3 separate regions of the Zea mays genome follow, and regions 1 and 2 are each linked to region 3. A link is a contact called in public Hi-C data. All regions are on one chromosome and are shown on one strand. Each heading gives the region's core, a stretch centred on a gene start, on an enhancer-like site or on the middle of the called end of the contact. The rest is flanking DNA. Distances are from core to core; before and after follow the strand shown.

Region 1 (3,776 bases), core at 1,081-3,580, 160 kb after region 3:
AAGACGTTTGCTGCGTCTGGGCCGCCTTTCCGCTATGGCGCCAGACTGGGCATCCTCCTTCTGTGCTTCGTCTGCTCCCGCCAGGTTGCTGACATTCATGCACTAGCTAGCTCGCAGATGCAGTTCTGCTGCCCGGCCTCCCGCGCGCGGCACTGCAGCCAGCGCCACCACGTACGGCGACCACCACCATCGCCGCCGCCCTAGCCATGTCGGCGCCGCGCGTTCGTTTTTCCTCAAGCAATAACTTCCGACGACGTGCGTACGACACCGGCACCGGCACCGGCACGCGGCGCTGCCCCCTGCAGCCTGTAGGTCGATCAGGTCTCGGCGTTGGCTGCTTTCAAGGGTGGATGTGACGTGTGCATGCGCCATGTCTCGGATCCGTAGCCCAGCTAGGTTCCACTGTTTAATTGGCTATAGTTGCACCGGTCGGCCTAGCTAGCTCCAAACAAGGCACCCGTGGCCGTGGTTAACACTTTAACAGCTTGTGTGTTCTCTGGCCTGTGGAAAAAAAAGATAAACCGATGAAATTTCGTACGTTACGGTACATGCGATAACTGTGCAGAAATCTTCGTAATGCTCCGGGAGTGTTAACTCCCAGCTGTACAACGCGAGGAGTACAGGCTGCAGTACAGACATGATAATGCTGGCCAAGCCTCATTATTGAACGTGCGGCACCAGGCCACCAGCAGCAGCTCGAGGGGGTGACGAAGTAAAAGAGAACACGAGGACAGGACTGAAAGCAAAAGAGAGCAAGATGGTCCCATGTTCGTGTTCCCATCCCAGTGGGACGTTTGAACGGTATACTGTAAAGTTTCGTCAAATCTCATCCATTCAGCATGCATGCATGTGTGCGGTAACTGTGAATCGGCTCGCTCTTTTTACGCGCGCGTTAACTTGGCACCTTTTGACGCGTCATGCGTGCATGGCACCTGTATCGTAGAAATCAGCAGACCGCGCGTGGCGAGTGGATTAGGCCCGTGCCCCAAAAGCCGCCGACCGTGCATGCCTGGTCCTGCATGCGGCGGCGGCGGCTCGGGCGGCATTGGAACGAGCCAACGGCGCGCCCGACGCGAACGCGTCAACGCGATCGATCGGCTTCGGTTGTGCCTCTAGCGCCCGCGCCGCGCCGGCTGCCCGCCTTCAATTCCTGGCGGAGACTATCCATCGCGCGCGGCCGGTACTGTATCCGACGTCAGACAGCGGCGACGTGCCGACGTCAGACAGATCGACTCCTACTCAACGGCCCCGGCCGCTAGCTAGCTGTCGCGCGGTGCTGCTGCATGCTGGCTCGCCCAGAAGGGGGCTCATGCTCATCAGTCATCACATGGCGATGCCCTGGCCCGGCGGCCGGCCGGCGCCACCACCGTCGTCGCTGGCCTTCGGATCCCAATTTTATTATGCGATCCGGGCGCAGATACAACCGATCGGTACATACAGTACATGCGTGCGCCCCCACGTACGTACCAGTAGTACTCTCCATTATTCTGCCATCGGGCGTACCAAACGATATAGCATCCTATACTTTAATTATTTTGACGAACGAGTACACGAATGTATATATTTTATTTTCGGATGCTGCGTCAGCGTTGCCGTCTAGCTTGCCGACGAACCAAACGTCGTGTCGTAAATGCTGGAACGGGGACATGTTTGTAAATGCAAGTTGAATTTGGTCTCAGGACTAATGTGCATGCCCACAAACAACCTACATATGTATTTATTTATTTATTTATTGTTTTTCCAAAGCATTTCGAGCGTGGATTTCACATCTCGTAAGACGCATTTTATCCCAACTGTGAAGTGCCGCGACCTCTACTTCTTTACTCTGTTTCAAACACTGCAATTCCCCAAATCATAGGATACCTTCGGTGACAGTGGTTTAGGTTTCATCAAGTTCCAAATGAACGACTAATCATCAAATGACGACACAACCGCATATTCCCCAAATCTGTGCAGGCAGAAAATGATACTCACCCTACATACAACCTCAATTCACATATATTTGGGTGTTATTCACCTCAATTCACATACATTAAGATAGATTGGAATTGGAATACAAATTTAATTTCATCTTAATCCAACCATAACCAAACGAAGCGGGTCCGGCGGTCCGGCCTTGAAATCCATAAGGGCCCGTTCGGTTCTTACGGAACCATCACCTGGAATAGTTCCTAGCTGATTTGTTTGCCTAATTTATATAGGTTTTGGTCAATTGGATTGGTTCCTGGATGGATCCGGGACAAACGAACGAGGCTTAAAAAGAACGCGCGCCCAGCCCATTTGGCTATTTCAGTCCATTCCCACCTTCGTCCAATCGTCCCCGTCAACACCGGCGCTTCCTTCCTTCCTCCCTCCGTACATCCCTCTCTCTCTCCCTCTCTCCTGCCCTCTTCGCCTCTTCTGCCCAGCCATCCCTGACGACGCGAGGCGGCAAATAACCTCTCCGGGGACGAGGCCGATGGAGTCGACTTCCGGCGAAGACGCTCCGAAGCGCAACCCGCTCCCGTCCGCGCTCGTCTCCAACCTCGAGTCTGTGCTTGCCGCCCGCCGCCCGGCCGCGGCCGAGGTCAGCACCGCCGCCGCAGCCGGCGAGGCTGAAGCCTCGGCTCCCGAGGATGCCCCCTCTGGAGATGGGGCGCCGGCGAGGCCCATCGTGCTGCTGACCTGTGCCGGGGGGATCCGGTCCGCGGGTCTTGCGGCGCTCGTCGACGCCCTCGTTACCGGCGCCCGCTGCGACGTCCACGTGTGTGCTCCCGAATCGTACGTGCTGCAATCCGAAAATCCAGACGCGTTAATGTCCACCTTGCATTGCTCTCATGATCGCAGAATGTTGGCCCTGATCGACTGGGCTAAACGGCCGCCGCCGCTGCAGGCTGTGGCTGTGCTTTCTCTATTTTGTACCGTAGAATCCTGCAGCGCATCCGCTATTCCGCTGTAGAGACAGCCGATTGGATTTGTTGGGAGACTCATGGTGTGTTTGGTTTGATGAATCAATCCATTCTAGATGAAGTGGTACATTAAAGTCTATTCCATAAATTTGGTGCTTATTTCTGATATTATTACGAATTATTAGCATATGAGGAATGAAATGTTGATGGATCAACTCATTCCATTGTACAAAACAAACAAAAAAATGAGGAGTAAGTAGCCCGCGGGTTTGGGTTTGGGACGCCCTGTTTGGTGACATTAGTAATTTTGTTGGCGTTTTCCTGTGATTGTGGAACCGAACTGATTTGGAACCATTTGTTTATTTGAAGGGACAAGCCAGCCTGTGGCTACTCAATTACCATCCGTGAAACCATCACTGCGACATCGGTGGATTTCACAGGTGCTAAAGCTTTTGAGATATCAGGTGAGACCCATTGGTTCATTCAATTCTGCACAATTCGGGTCACACGTTCCTGAGCCCGGTGGTCCTAATATTTTATCTTTGCTGGCTTTGTTCATTGCAAACTTAGGCACGCCGGTTGACTGTGTCTCGTTGGCCTTATCTGGGAGGTTGTTTCCTTGGTCGTCTCCTGCTTTGGTATCGCGCTTGTTTATTTTTCTGGGATTGGATCCTCAAATGTTACTATCTTGAGTATATTTCGATTTGTGGTTTGGAAAATAATAAATTTATTTTTGTTTATACAGGTGATCAGCGGTATCAACACAGGACCAAACTGTGGGTATGAGATGTATGCTCTTATTTCAGAAATGATCATTTATTGTCCATTTTCTACTGTATTATTGATTCATTTGGGAACTCTGTAGGTTTCACTCTTCTGCCATTGCTG
Region 2 (4,098 bases), core at 156-2,655, 130 kb after region 3:
TCAAAGTTTCAATAATTTGGTTTAAAATAAATCTAGAAAGGCAAACTCACGTGAATGAATGGAGAGAGTAAGGTAGTGTTTGGTTGAAGAGTCAAGTAGAACGGAACCGTTCTGTCCCAGTTTTGTTGTTGTTTGGTTACAAAGTAACTAGAACGGAATGACTCCAATTAGGGAATATTCTCCTCAGATCTGGAACCATTCCGCTCCAAAAAATCAATGGGACGGAGCCACTCTGTTCCAATTCCGCTCTCACAGTCACGCTCCGTTCCGTTCACTCTGCAACCAAACAAAAAACAGAACCGCTCCGTTCCAGATTACCAAACACAGAACAGAGCGACTCCGTTCCTAGAATCAGGGATGGAACGACTCCGTTCTACTTGACTCCTCAACCAAACACTACGTAAGGAACATTTTTTTCACGGGACATACGTGCAGTACGTAGCGGAGGTACAGGTGGTCCCTGTGGGCCATGGATCACCCTAAGGCTTATTCCATCATACAAAGCCCATAAAATTGCAGAAATTTTGGCGTCCATCTGCTCTCGGCCCATAGAAAGTCCTTCCTAGCGCGCTCGCCCGCCCGGGTTGTAGATGGTAATGGTATGGTAAGTGAGAGCAATGAATGTGCTAGAGAGCATCTGGACTGTCTAGGGCTCGAGATGGAATCCAAATACAGAGACGCGATAGATGAATCACACATATATAGATGAGATTGAGAACGCATCGGTCGGTCACCATTTGGTCTGCGAATTCATACTAGTCTAAATGGTAGCTGCACTGCCACCCATGTACTAGTACTAGTTTGGAGAAAGTTGCATTGCAATTGCAAGCTGAAGCAGCAGTTAAAGTTACGCCGCGGACGTACTGGTAAACAAAGCAGTGAAATTTCTCACTCTCTTTCTCTCACTCGATCACGGCCGGCACAGGAATGCAGGATGGGCCGGTACGTTTCCTAAAACTAACCAGGCATCGGCGGTGAGCCCCGTCCCACAAGTCTTGTCCCAATGAAACGCCGCGGCGCGAGACTAATTACCGGAGTGCCCTCCGGCGCGAACCGGCCTCCTCCTCCTCCCGTCCTCCGTCCAGCTCCCTTAGCCATGCATGAAGCCCTCGGCGGTCCAGCCACTCACATTTGAGGCAACCTAGAGCGTGTGCAGTAACATGCCTGCTCACACGCCTAGGCTCATAGCTAGCTAAGCTTAGGGTTCCAACTGCATGCACAGGTTTGGGCCGACTTTTCCTGCCCGTGCTTTTACCCTGCCTGCCCAGCCCTGGCCCTGGGTGCGTTTGCATTGCAGCCACTGCATGGATGCATTTGGCATGCCGCGGTACTGCTGCTCGCTCGCCCCTTCCGGTCCGGCCCTCGTCGTCTTCTTTATAACCACGCGCCACTGAAAGCTCGAGCGCTTCTGGCACTTGAATCCGTTTGCGTCGTCGTCGTTCCTGTGTGCAGTGCGCGGTGCGCCACTGCTAGTGAGAAGAGATATAGCTAGGCTTCAGTGCGACGACGACGACGAGATGGGGCACCACTCCTGCTGCAACAAGCAGAAGGTCCGGAGGGGCTTGTGGTCGCCGGAGGAGGACGAGAAGCTCGTCAAGTACATCACCGCGCACGGCCATGGTTGCTGGAGCTCAGTCCCAAGGCAAGCAGGTACTACAGACATGTACATTTGTGTGCGAGGTCGTGGTTATTGTTTAATTTCATGCACCGAAGCAGCGCGCGCGGGAAAAAAAAAGGAGCAGTTCAGTTCAGTTCAATGCATGATTACGTACCATACCATGTGTGCTTGCTTTCACGCAGGGCTGCAGCGGTGCGGCAAGAGCTGCAGGCTGAGGTGGATCAACTACCTGAGGCCGGACCTGAAGAGGGGAAGCTTCTCGCAGCAGGAGGAGGCCCTCATCGTCGAGCTCCACAGGGTGCTTGGGAACAGGTAATCAATCCTTGGTCGTCCGTCGCCGCCGCCGCCGCCGGCCGGCCCCTACTACACGCAAATCAGCTATGCATACATGCATGCCACTCTGCTGCTTAATTTCCCTCTGCATGACGCAGTTGTTCCTTTATCTCTACATGCAACTGCCGCCCACATATGTCGCCTTAATAACTTGCTTGGGAGTTTGGGACAAAGGAAAGAGACGCGAATGGAAAATGCAGCTAGCTAAAAATGCGTGCCACTGCACACACAGGTGGGCCCAGATCGCCAAGCATCTGCCTGGTAGAACGGACAACGAGGTGAAGAACTTCTGGAACTCCACCATCAAGAAGAAGCTCATCTCCCAGGCCGTGGGCAGCCTCCACCCAGGTAATGACACGTCCCTCCCCCAGCAGGACTCTGTATATGTGAACTGTGGTGTCAGATCTTTTGGCTTCTAATATTACTGTTTCCTCTTTTACGATCTACCTGCATCGGAGATGGGAACAAAGTTAATCAGAGAAACCGACGACACCGATGTTTTTTTTTTCTCTCCTGAAGAAACACAGACTGACGACGACACAAATTTATCGAGCATGCGACGGAAACACAACTCTAACTCGGCTTCTTCTGCTGCAATGCAATGCTCGCTGCAGACCTGTACTACAACATTCTGGATGGAGGAGCCGCCGGAGCACAGGACCTCGCGGCCGCCGGATGCGCGCCGCTGAACGGGGCGGACAGCGCGTCAGCAGCGGCGGCGCAAGCAGTGGGCGTGACGACGACGCAGCCTTCTCCTTCCATGGCGCACGTCGACCCCGCGGCGGCGTGGGCGGCGGACTTCGGCTCCCAGACGCTCTTCCTCCCCGGCGGCGCGGCCGCTCTCCAGTACGCCGCCGCCGTCGAGGGGGAGTTCGTCAAGCAGTGCCGCACGGCGGCGGACGCCTGCTACCCGCCGGAGCCGGAGGACGGCGGCGGCGGCGCGAGGCAGTGCAACAACCAGGCAGCTGCCGATGTCGTGACGGCGGCGGTGCAACCGGAAGGCGCCGGCCTCCCGGTGTTCCTTGAACCCAAGTGCGCCGGCAGTTTCATGCCCGAGCCTGCTCTGGCTCCGGTGATGGACTTCATGGAAGCCATCCTGGGGTCGACGGCGGCGGCGTCGGCTGCCAGCGCTTCGTCTCTCGACGACACCTGCTTCTCGGCGAACGCCGGCATGCAGTCCCACTGTTGGATTCCCTGAATTATTCACCCTATTTACTTCCATCGGTAGATGCATATATACATGCATGGATGACTCTTCATCAAGCGCGCGCGGAGTATCAGATATGATTAAGTATAGAGTTTATGAAATAATTAATATAGATATAGTAGGTTTCTCTCACTCTCATCGATCAGGGTAGTAACAACATGGGTTACATGTAAATATGTTTACGTACGTATATATAATGTCTAGTGAAGGCAAGGGCAAGCATATATATATGAGTGGGTGTCAGTCACGCGCCAGTAAGGAATAGTACTTGAAACTCCTTTACAGCTAAGCTATATGTTTGTAGCGTGCATGTTATTGCATTGGACACGGATGCGCGGCTAGAGATTCTTACATTATTCATGAAAATGTGTCTGCCTCCCTTTTACTCACATTCTTTTCAGAGAGCCGCTATATATTTTCAGGCGCTTGATTTTTTTTATTTTCTGGAAACAATCTTATACAGTAAACTCGTACGGTTAAAGGACAAAAAAACACACTTTACTGCTAGTGGTAGTGGCATGCTTCGGTGGAAAATAGTTGGAAAAGTCTCGACGAATCTGCTTGCTTAATTATGTGGTGTTTGGTTTCTAGGGACTAATGTTTAGTCCATTCATTTTATTCCTTTTTAGTCTATAAATTGCTAAATATAGAAACTAAAATAAAGTTTTAGTTTCTATATTTGATAATTTTGGAACTAAAATAAAATAAAATGTAGAGACTAAACATTAGTTCCTACAAACCAAACACCCCCTTACTGTTACTGAACTGATAGTTTGGATAGCGATGGCCAAATCAAAATTTACATCAGACAACTGGACAAAATGTTGCCACAAGTTTAATCTCGATGATCCTTGATGTGCGCATGCAGCGCGCATGCATGCAAGAATTAAAAAAGCACACGTACGCTCAAAACAGCTAGAACTAAAATTTATCGAAGCTT
Region 3 (4,315 bases), core at 1,649-4,148:
GTTTTTTATGATTTTAATGATCTTCTCTTTGTGATTTTCTATAATTGTGTTTACCCATTCTCTTCCCTTTAAAACAAATTACAGGGATGAAGATATGTCATCTCTAACTTTGTTGCCCTGTTTTGATCCCCTAAGGAATCGAAGGGGGTGATCAACAGGAGTGCTTCAGATTGTTCAGCAAAACGTAATAATTACCTACACGTTATGACATTACAATAGTAAACATAATCCCTTCATCGTACAAACTGTATTATTTGTAACCACGGTGAACAAAAGTACTGTTTGTAATATGCTTTTGCCAGCACCGTTGACGTGGAAGAACATATACAAATTCTTATACTCTTGTTCACCAGATGAAGTAACAATAACAATCGAGCGTACCATGAGTGACAGCTAAAAGGGTAGATCTAAAGATGATGCTTGAATGCCAATGCCTGCAGTCGAGTAACAACTAGATGCTAGACGAAGAACGTACTCCAGGGACGACGATTTCATCTTGGTAAGCGTACGCTATGACTCCGACGCTTTTCCATAGCCCAGCTCTGACATCTCCCAGCTCGTCCGTGGGGCGACCTCCTGGTGCGACCGAGTGTAGTGCTGAGCACAACCAAGAAAATTATTGAAGCACTGATCAGATGTAAGTCGATGGGGCAGACTCCGAGTCTAAAGAAAGAGTGTGCGAGATGTGTAGTAAGCAGATGAGGTCACTTCACCCACCTCCATCTTCTTCAGTAACTCATGGGCAGTTGGCGCTGAAACAATTATATCTCTGCAATCTAGCTTGATAAAGCCTTCCGTTGCCCCTCTATCAAACAGCATGAGCAGCGGGTCGTAGTAGCCATCAACGTTCAGCAAACCGACCTGCAGTATGCCAAGATTAAGTTACTCGTTCAGAGCACATGAGCTACTGAGCTACATACATTGTTCACGGCCATATACTGATACTCACTGGTTTGTCATGAATTCCGAGCTGTGACCACGTTATCATCTCTAACAGTTCTTCCATTGTTCCGTACCCTCCTGATGTCCAGAGACCCGTCATCGCCATATCAAACGAGATACATGTCGCTGCCAGCATGTACTGGAGAAAAAGAAGATGTAGATTGTGTACCAGGAAGAGCTATGAAGGCATCAGCTTGCCGTGCCATCTCAGCTTTCCTCTCGTGCATGTCGGAGACAACCTTAACTTCTCCAACGCTAGCACCAGATATCTAGTTTGAGAAGAAGAAAAAATTTGTTTGTAGCCGAGTTGATATAGCACTTCTCAGGTCATGGATTTGCTTTCCATGGGAGCGAATTTTAGATTGTGGTTAAAAAATCTCGGATATCCCACACCAAAGCACAAGTCTATGGCCTGGCTCCGGTCGCGATCGTGTTCTCACATAGCCTACAATGCCACTATATATATAGATGGTGCAGTGGTTCAAAGGTTTTCTTAACCTGTCGTGAGAATGTTTCATTTTTAATATTAATGTCTGGAAGTTGTCTTACCCCGCAGGTAGAGTTTTTTCTTTTTAGACACAGTACTAAAAGTAGGTCATAGTTTCAGATCTCTCGCAGCTCCATTCTTCAGATATATGGCTATAGCTTTCACGGCAGGACATGTATAAAATTGATCTCTAGGATTCTGGATTCACTTTGGAGCGACTAGCTAGAAAGAGTAGCATGTTTGTTTTCCTAGCTCTAGTTGTCTTTGCCGCATTCAAAACTCTTCAGTTTGGAGTTACATATAGATAAAGGCAATCATCCGTAACCTATCATCTACTGCCTAATGGAATTTTTTTTTATTTCTCACACTATTTCCCCCTCAAGTTGAGATGTCCTATTGGCAAGTTGCACATTCTTATAATTAAACCCACCCAGTGGTAAACATTAAAACTCCAAGTTGTATCGCCCTAAAATCTAAACTGGCAGTCTGCAATTCACCTCCCCGAAGCCCTAGTTCCATTTCCTTAGTGATCACCTACTCACCTATTGCTAAGCCCCAGAAGCAAAGGGGAATCAATCAGCGCCAACAAACCTTACGAATCAAATGGTGGCCTGGAGAGCACATAGGACTACGTGAGCTGCTACATACTAGAGCAAGATCATGTGAAACCAACATCCAGGGCAGAATTCATGGATAGATTTCAAATGGAACAGCTGTAAGCAGGTGCAAAACCAAACGCGAGCCAGATTCTAGTTTTTAGCTGAGAGTTGTTTCGCAGTTAGCTAGATATTATAATTCTCTCTTGTGAAATGTGAACCAGTTAGCCGCTAGAGCAGAGTAATAACTAGTAGAATTACCAATGGTACACACAAAGAAGAGAACAGAAGAAAAGGACAGTTAATAATTTTAATACACACCTCAAGCGGCATGAGTGCTCTCGGAATCACTCTGCAAACGGATCAAACAGAGAGGCCACACGTTAGACAGATTGCAGAGTTCGAACAGAAGCAGAATTCTCCAGGATGCGCAAGGTAAGTGGGTACCCGAGGACACTGCAGCCGCCACCAAGGACCGTCTGCGCGATCAGGCCCATGAGCCCGACGCTCCCGCCGCCGTAGACCAAATCGATCCCCTTCGCCACCTGCAGAGGCGAGAACCCGCAGAATCCCGTCCGGCCACGGAGCGTCAGGCGTGATCGAGCGATCGAGCCAAATCAGAAACTTTGGAAGCGGCCGCGGGCGCAGCCTTGCCATGGGCGGCGCATTACCAGCTCTTTGCCGAGGTCGAGCGCTGCGTCCCCGTAGACGGCGCGATTGCCGGGGTTGCTGCCGCAGAAGACGCAGATCCTGCCGAACCTGCTCGGCTCCGGCGCGCCCGCCGCGGAATCGCCCATGACGGGAGTGGCGGCGGGACGGAAGGAGGCTAGGAGAGGTGTTGGGCTTTGGGAGCTTCAAATGAAGGCGGCATCTGAGCTTCTGTCCTCACGCGATCGTGCTGTTAAATAATCGCGTAATCAGTTTGCCGGTCAACTCTAGTGGCCCCAGATGGCATCACGGGAGCCCATATGTCAGGGTGCGTTTCTTGCAGATTGGCCCCGCAATCTGTATCCTCCTCTCATAATTGAGTCCTTCCAACTTTTGTGTGACGTGATGGTGGCATTGGCGACGCGTGAAAACATTCGAAGGGAAATTCTTACGTCCATTTAGCGACTAGTACTAATTCTTTGTAGTTAACCGTTGTGCAGTTGGCTACTGTCATCAAGCAGAAGATTTCATAGTTCCTTTTTGTGGGATGAGAATTAAGTGCCAACTATGATACGTAATCTCCGTTCTAAATTAATATTTATTTTAGTTCTTAATTTTTGTGTCTATATTCGATTGAAAGATGAAAAACCTAGACATGAGCAAAAACTGATCCGATGCAGTTCTTCATCACCAAAAACTGCCTGCCTGCAGGCTGCAGCTGCATCGAAGCTACCGCTGACCGCAACGACTCTCTGTGCGTGTGTTTCTCGGCCTCTTCTGGCCCCGACACCGGCAGCTTATCCAAATAGTGAAACGTGGCCCGCTGTACAAGATCTAGCAAACATTCCATCCAACCACGCCATCGTACACGCTGTGGTTGGTTGATGTTGGCGGGACAGGTCTGGGGCGACGACACCGTACGTGCTGGGCGGTCGCCGCCTCGCCGGCCGACGCAAACTCCACCGGCATCGGGGAAAGCTCGGCGAACCTTCCAAATCCGAGTACTTTTGCGGGATCTAAGTCCAGGTGGTAGATGCCCTCTGTCTCCAAACTCGATGGACAGGCGCCATTACAGTATTAACCATGGGAGATCCTCGAGGATTCTGCGAGTGGATCTGCAGACATGTGTCGCCGTCTACCGACACCCAGATAAACTTGGGGGTGGATGAAAGGAGTATCAGATTAAATGGGTTCTCTTGATTAGTGATTGCAACCACTATGCGAAATCTCCTTCTCCTTCCTTGATTTCTTACCGTATTCTATGGCATCGAGCAGATTGGGTCCTCTAGCTGTGCTTTTATAAACTCTGGCACGCATCATGCTTTCTGAAGCATAAATTTCCCCCACCAGACTGTTGGAGTTAAACAAGCCAACGATTTTCATCAAAGCAACTGCTCCTTCGATTACACGACGTTCTTGCTTTTTTTACATGCATTGATTTTATAAGTATGTATATCTACTAGACGCAATGCAAACAAATTCTACCTAAATATATAAATACTAAAGTATCTTATAATTTACAATAGAGTAAAGAACTAAATTAATCGCTCCCAATTTCTTAACTTTGATCACAATATGGTTGCACAAGTTTTGGACGAGAAATACATAACGTGCATTTTCCAAAATATACATGTTTTCCCTC

The links. A called contact is a pair of places that touch in the nucleus more often than the background predicts.
Region 1: a contact with region 3 is called in a Hi-C map of ear, with 2.0 times the contacts expected there. The contact joins the promoter of LOC100280755 here to the promoter of LOC100275503 in region 3. A contact is called at or near these places in 5 of 25 Hi-C or Micro-C datasets (ear, endosperm, leaf and 1 more).
Region 2: a contact with region 3 is called in a Hi-C map of leaf, with 10 times the contacts expected there. The contact joins the promoter of LOC100281948 here to the promoter of LOC100275503 in region 3. A contact is called at or near these places in 21 of 25 Hi-C or Micro-C datasets (bundle sheath, ear, endosperm and 5 more) and 1 of 3 datasets of contacts at active chromatin or transcription factors (leaf).

What each region holds. Positions count from the first base shown.
Region 1 is chr3:209,435,306-209,439,081 of Zm-B73-REFERENCE-NAM-5.0, reverse strand. It overlaps LOC100280755 (acid phosphatase), which reads left to right and starts at 2,330. Exons shown (of 10, transcript NM_001153676.1): 1 at 2,330-2,760; 2 at 3,258-3,352; 3 at 3,459-3,526; 4 at 3,634-3,668; 5 at 3,754-3,776. The coding sequence starts at 2,459.
Region 2 is chr3:209,457,767-209,461,864 of Zm-B73-REFERENCE-NAM-5.0, reverse strand. LOC100281948 reads left to right here and starts at 1,405. Exons shown (of 4, transcript NM_001154866.1): 1 at 1,405-1,650; 2 at 1,801-1,930; 3 at 2,184-2,299; 4 at 2,566-3,355. The coding sequence starts at 1,518. The coding sequence ends at 3,149.
Region 3 is chr3:209,590,802-209,595,116 of Zm-B73-REFERENCE-NAM-5.0, reverse strand. It overlaps LOC100275503, which reads right to left and starts at 2,898. Exons shown (of 7, transcript NM_001155093.2): 1 at 2,697-2,898; 2 at 2,473-2,570; 3 at 2,347-2,377; 4 at 1,112-1,211; 5 at 950-1,020; 6 at 718-861; 7 at 83-597. The coding sequence starts at 2,822. The coding sequence ends at 511.